Linked DNA regions of Hordeum vulgare: region 1 is linked to region 2. The links are chromatin contacts, called in public Hi-C maps. All regions are on one chromosome and are shown on one strand. Each heading gives the region's core, a stretch centred on a gene start, on an enhancer-like site or on the middle of the called end of the contact. The rest is flanking DNA. Distances are from core to core; before and after follow the strand shown. Region 1 holds the start of LOC123444582 (B3 domain-containing protein Os05g0481400). Region 2 holds the start of LOC123444548 (KH domain-containing protein SPIN1-like).

Evidence for each region. A called contact is a pair of places that touch in the nucleus more often than the background predicts.
Region 1: a contact with region 2 is called in a Hi-C map of leaf, with 2.7 times the contacts expected there. The contact joins the promoter of LOC123444582 here to the promoter of LOC123444548 in region 2. A contact is called at or near these places in 3 of 6 Hi-C or Micro-C datasets (leaf and seedling) and 1 of 1 datasets of contacts at active chromatin or transcription factors (embryo).

The regions. Positions count from the first base shown.
Region 1 is chr1H:452,249,171-452,251,955 of MorexV3_pseudomolecules_assembly, reverse strand. LOC123444582 (B3 domain-containing protein Os05g0481400) reads right to left here and starts at 1,384. Exons shown (of 7, transcript XM_045121362.1): 1 at 1,205-1,384; 2 at 917-976; 3 at 709-807. The coding sequence starts at 1,297.
Region 2 is chr1H:452,105,040-452,107,806 of MorexV3_pseudomolecules_assembly, reverse strand. It overlaps LOC123444548 (KH domain-containing protein SPIN1-like), which reads right to left and starts at 1,290. Exons shown (of 7, transcript XM_045121313.1): 1 at 1,001-1,290; 2 at 738-826; 3 at 276-436. The coding sequence starts at 1,095.

The sequences.
Region 1 (2,785 bases), core at 135-2,634, 140 kb before region 2:
ACAAGGACGCCAAGCCGGACAGCCACCACGCCGGCCGAAGACGCCGAGGACGAGCCTCCCACCACCACGGGCTCACACCACAAGCTAAGGCAATCGCACGCGTGGAGAGCCCCGCCGCCGCTGTCCTCCGGCGCGGGCTTCGCTCAGCGGAGCAGGTATGGATCCCCCGAGCCGCCCTAGGGACGACATGGGGTCAGATGCGTTTTTTCTGGACCCTCCCGAGAGCGGAGCTTCCAAGGAGTGCGACCCCGATGATATACAATTACAAACCCCATCCCAACCGATGCATCAGATTGCAAGAATGGCAGAAACAACTTTCACAAGCATATACGCGTTGAAATATATTGCCCGTCTTCCTTCATCAATTCGAACTTTTGGATGAGTTGGTTGAAGCATGAATTTAATATACTAGTATCAAAGCAAAGAGGTCTTGAGCTCAAGACCCTACCAACACAGTATTAAAACAAAAAGATTATGCGGTGTACATCGATCCCACGTCTAAGGACTAAAATAACCTAGACGTAAGAGGAGTGTTGAAACATATTGTCTTTCTTTCTCCATCAGTTTGATTTTTTAGATAAGTTGGTTGGAGCATGAATTCAATAATACGCTCCTTCAAACAAAGTAGGGTACAATTATTATTTTTGTCAATTTTCAGAAATGAAAGTAAACAAATCTCACGAAGCGGACAGCCTAAAGAGAACTCACATCATCCTTGTAGGAGACAGTGGTCCTGGCCCTGGAGGAGCGCCTGACTTCAGTGCTAGCATCGAACTTCTTCCTGGGCTTTGGGCTGGCGCGAGCGCTCTGCAGAAACAAGGACATCGAATCAACCGATGGCAACCGCACAGATTCAAACCCCCTAACACACACACTGGATCCCGGATTGAAAGTACAGTTGCTGCGATGCGCGCACCTTGTCCGGCTGTCTCGTGGCCTGGATCAAACTCTTGGCCATCTTGGATATTCCCAAATCCTGCGGAAAGGGGGGAAAGAGGCAAAGAAATTAGTTTTTTTTTCTTTAAAAGAAAATCCCAAGCCGGCCAGGGCGAAGAATCCAGAGGCAAATCGGCAGCGAGCATCGTCGCGAAATGCCTCATCTTTCGCGCATCTGCTACTGCGCGTAAGAAAAGGGGGGGAGGGAAGGGGATTGGTTGGTGCTGGTTCGCTGGGCGTTTCCGAGCGAGAGAGTACCAATGCCTACCTCGAGGTGCTTGAGGTTGTCGAGGATCCGCTTCCGGCGCTCCTCCTCGTAGGCGGCGCCCGCGCCGGCGCTGCCCGCCTCCGTCGTCGCCATGGGCGGCCGCGCCTTTTCCTCTCTCGTGTGTGCCTACGCGGAGGGCGAGACGCGGGTCAAAGGGGAGGGTCAAAGTCTTTCCGTGGCCTTTTGGAGAGAGAGGGAGTGGCCGGCCTTTGTGAGACGCACACGGCCACCGGCTAGGGAATTTTGAATTTGAACGGAACGGAATCCGATCCGACCGATGCGTCCTACGGCAACGGCGACGGCGACGGCTGGTGTCCATCGCCGTGCGACTGTCGGGTGGGCCCATGTGTTCCTACCACGGTGTATCGATTGTAGAATGAATGCAAAGAGACATAGAGTCCAAATGATCCACTAGTTTTATTGCAATGTGGGAGACCCACTTATATACAAGATGAAGGGATGTGTTGAGAAGACACATTTTCCCCAACAGACACCTCCTGGAAGGCATCCCTCCCATACAATTGATCACATGTTTTATTTCTCAACACTCCCCCTTGATCAATTCATCATCTGTATATTGAAAACTGAAAACTTCTTCAAAAATCTTGTGGGAAAAATTGAGGAGAAACCTTATAATAATATGCCATCGAAAACTCCTTTAAAACCCAGTGGAAAAAATATAAGGAGAAACCAATATGGCATACATCCGCACTTGTATTTATATTATCTCGTTAAAAACCTTATATGAGAAACCATCTTGGAAAACTCATAAAGGGAAAAAGAGTACAATATGAATGATCCGAAGATCACCAACAGGTTATAACATGGGATTTTACTTCCCCTGAATTTTGCAAACATCAATGTTGTCTCATACCAATTCCACGAATGCGATTCTGGAATATAAACGTTGGTAGAGACATTGTGAATCTCACAATAATTTGTTTGCAGATTATTCTCTTACATTTCTGTAATCCACGAGGATAAATATAACCCATAAGCAATACAAGTGATATTATCTTGGTAGATAATGATCTTTGATTCCAATGAATCTCATGTATATCTTGTCATGCTTCAAACATAGTTATTGCCGAATGATTATAGGAAGGACTCATTTAGAGTCTATTCTGAAGGCTTCACTCAGAATACTCTTCCATTAAATCCAGTTTTTGATATGGCATTGTTGGGATCGGATTATCAGCCACTATCAGGATATCACACCATGGTCCCATCTTAATTATCTCAATGGAATTAATCAAGACTGTTTGTGTCTTGGACATATCCGAAGATATTTCTTACACCAACCATTATACCTTTTATTGGGGATTGCACTCTCAATAAATTGCCAAAAAAATAGTGTCAGGACTGACTTACTTTGCAATATACATGAGTGCTCCGATGGTACTCAGATGTGGAACTTCATGTCCATTATCACTTCACCATCTCACATGGACTTGTGTCCCGTGTCAGGTATAATATGACCATATGTGTCTTTGATAAGATATATCAATATTGAACGTTTTCAATATTTCCAGATATATAAAGACTGACATACATTTATTCCCGGGGGATTTTGCTAAAGCT
Region 2 (2,767 bases), core at 41-2,540:
TGGTGAGGATGCAACTTATCCCATCCATTCCATGTTATCATCAAGTGGAAGTACGGGGACTGCATATGATGTGATAACATAATATACAATTAACAAAGCAATATGGCATCATATGATGGATGCAACTTACGAAAGGTGCAAAGATATAGCTGCAACCTTCACATCACCAAGATCTTGTATTTCATTCTTTTTAAAGATTAATTACCAGCTGATGCGATCAGACATGATGGATGACTGAATATGCCACCCTCATGTCAGGTGACCAAGGCAATTACCTCTGGATGCGCCCCGTTCCACGGGCCAAAACCATTTCCACAGAAATTAGGCATGGGGGGCGACGGGTGATGATGCATCTGGTTTGGGCTCGCCATGGGCGGCAGCCTCTCAAAGTCCCCACCATGCTGGTGCTTCAGCAGGCAGGACACCCGCATTATCTCTGGCAGCACGAACACAACAGCAAACATCAGAAGATGGCATTAGCAAGAAAAGGTACATGAAAAACTTGCTGGCACCGAAGAATCGTATGAATCAAGCTACATACTACTACATGCTTTCAAGGCCTACGACGCACACAAAGAAGACTGGTTCTTGAGGCCGAAACAGAGTCAAGTGAGCAAGTAAGTTTGCATCAACAAGAGAGAAATCCGGCCGCGGCGAATCAGCGAGGACGAATTCCAATCTAAGCCAATAATGGCAAACGGGGCGGCGGCGGCGAGGAAGCGAATCGAGGCTCTCACCATGGCCCAACAGCTTGCTGCAGATTGGCAGCACCTGCGTGAACGGGACGAGCTTCTGGTGCTCCTGCAGCAGCTCCGACAAGTAGTGGCTGCGGCACCGACGCCATCCAATCCGACGGGCACAGGCGGGCGCAGGAGGAGGAGGAGGAGGGGAGGAAAACAGAGGCAACCGATTCAGCGAGGCCGTCCACCAAGAAAAGAGCCAATCCTTAACAAGAAGAGGCGAGACCCAATCTCAGCCGCCGTCCGTGCGTGTCCCTTACCTGCCTACGTCCGGCGGGCCGGCGGGGGGCCTGACCTGCGGCGACATGGCCCTCCCGGGGGAGAAGCAGGCGTCGGCGCCGTGCAGGCCGTCCATGGCGATGGCGGCGGGCGGCCAGGCACCAATCGTGAGGGAAGGAGCCAACCGAACGGGGAGGAAGATGAGGGCAGAGGCGAGGCGATGGGAGAGGAGTTTGTGTGTTTTTTCGCCTCGTATTCCCTTTTCTTTTCTCGGTACGGTGGCGATGCCCCTTTTTTAGGAAAATCTCGGCAAAACCCTGCGCCGCGCACGACGTCCGACGGGCGGCCCCTCCCCCCTCCCTCTCTCTCTCTCTCTCTTCTCTCGCTGCCCCGCCGCCGCTACGCTAGGGTTTATAACAAACCCAGCCCCTGGCTGGTGGCTGACACCCGCGAGATACGCACCGGCCTCCCTACCACTTCGCACAACCCTCTTTTACCACCACGGGAGGAGGACTGGCAGTCAGCCAGGGATATCCATGCTGTGCTGCCAGGTCCATATCTGTGAATCAAAATCAATCAATCAATAGCCAGCATTGCTGCCGATGGGCATGCCTTGATGTTGTGCGCATGAAGTTTTGCCGTGAATTTAATTAACGTGCTTCATGATTTTATGATGGTATTGGGCTTATTATAGCAAATTGTGATGTAGTGATCCCCTGTTTTGCTGTATGCGAAATTACCACCGCCCAGTTATGACCGGCCTTATTACCTTGTCTTGGGAAATAATATGTACATGATGATCCTGGCGAGAGAAAAAAGAGGTACGTGATGTGATTATCTGGCACGTTATCAGTTGATGGGTAGATCTGCGTCCACGTGAAGTTACTGCTAGAAAGCTCTGGTGATTAATATAGCTAGTAAGTTTGAAGTTGGATGGCATCCGTGTTTGGGTGGTTGGCGAGCATACTAGATACCAAGTTTGTGTCACAGCAAATGGTCGTGATATGTTGATCTCGTGTTACGGAAACCAACGATAGCTCGGAGACGTGGTTTGCGTCACGCTACGTTGCCAATATCTGACTATATCTGAACGGCGGCTCTCGTGTGAGATGGTCAGATTTCTTTTGGGGTCGCATGCATCCTAGAGTTGACGATGTATAATACCAACATACATGTTTCGACGCACACCGCGTACTTGAGATATGATAGTATCACATGGCGTGCTCAAGATAGGATAGTACCATAGCACTAGTGGCATATTTAGGTTGCGCAAGATAGTTTCGATATGGTGTGGTTGTGCAAACTTGTGTGTGCTTCACTATTCTCTCACATATATATAGTTACTCATGCTAACGATAGCTAAATCTTCTTTTAACACAGCACAGACGCAATTGTTCATATACACTCGCATACACTCGCCCGTATGAACGCACACACACGCCATATCCCTATGAGCACCTTCGAAAAACTTAGCTGACATATCATCTTGAAATTTACAAAGTCACCGTAGTCACCTCGTCATCGACGGGAATGTCTCCTCCCACTGAATGCGCATTGCCGGAAATCCTGAGACAAATCTAGAAATAAATGCGAGCACCAAGATTTGAACCCTAGTGGGCTGGGATACCGCAGTCCCTCTAATCATCCAACCATAGGTTAGTTCGCAACGATAGCTAAATCTCTTAGTTTTATCTAGATGGCGTAATTATTGCACGAGAGGACGATGTGTTTTTACCATGCACTGCAAGGCAACAACCCCACAGTCTTTTACTAAACTCAAAAGACAAGGCACAATGTTGCTAACCTAG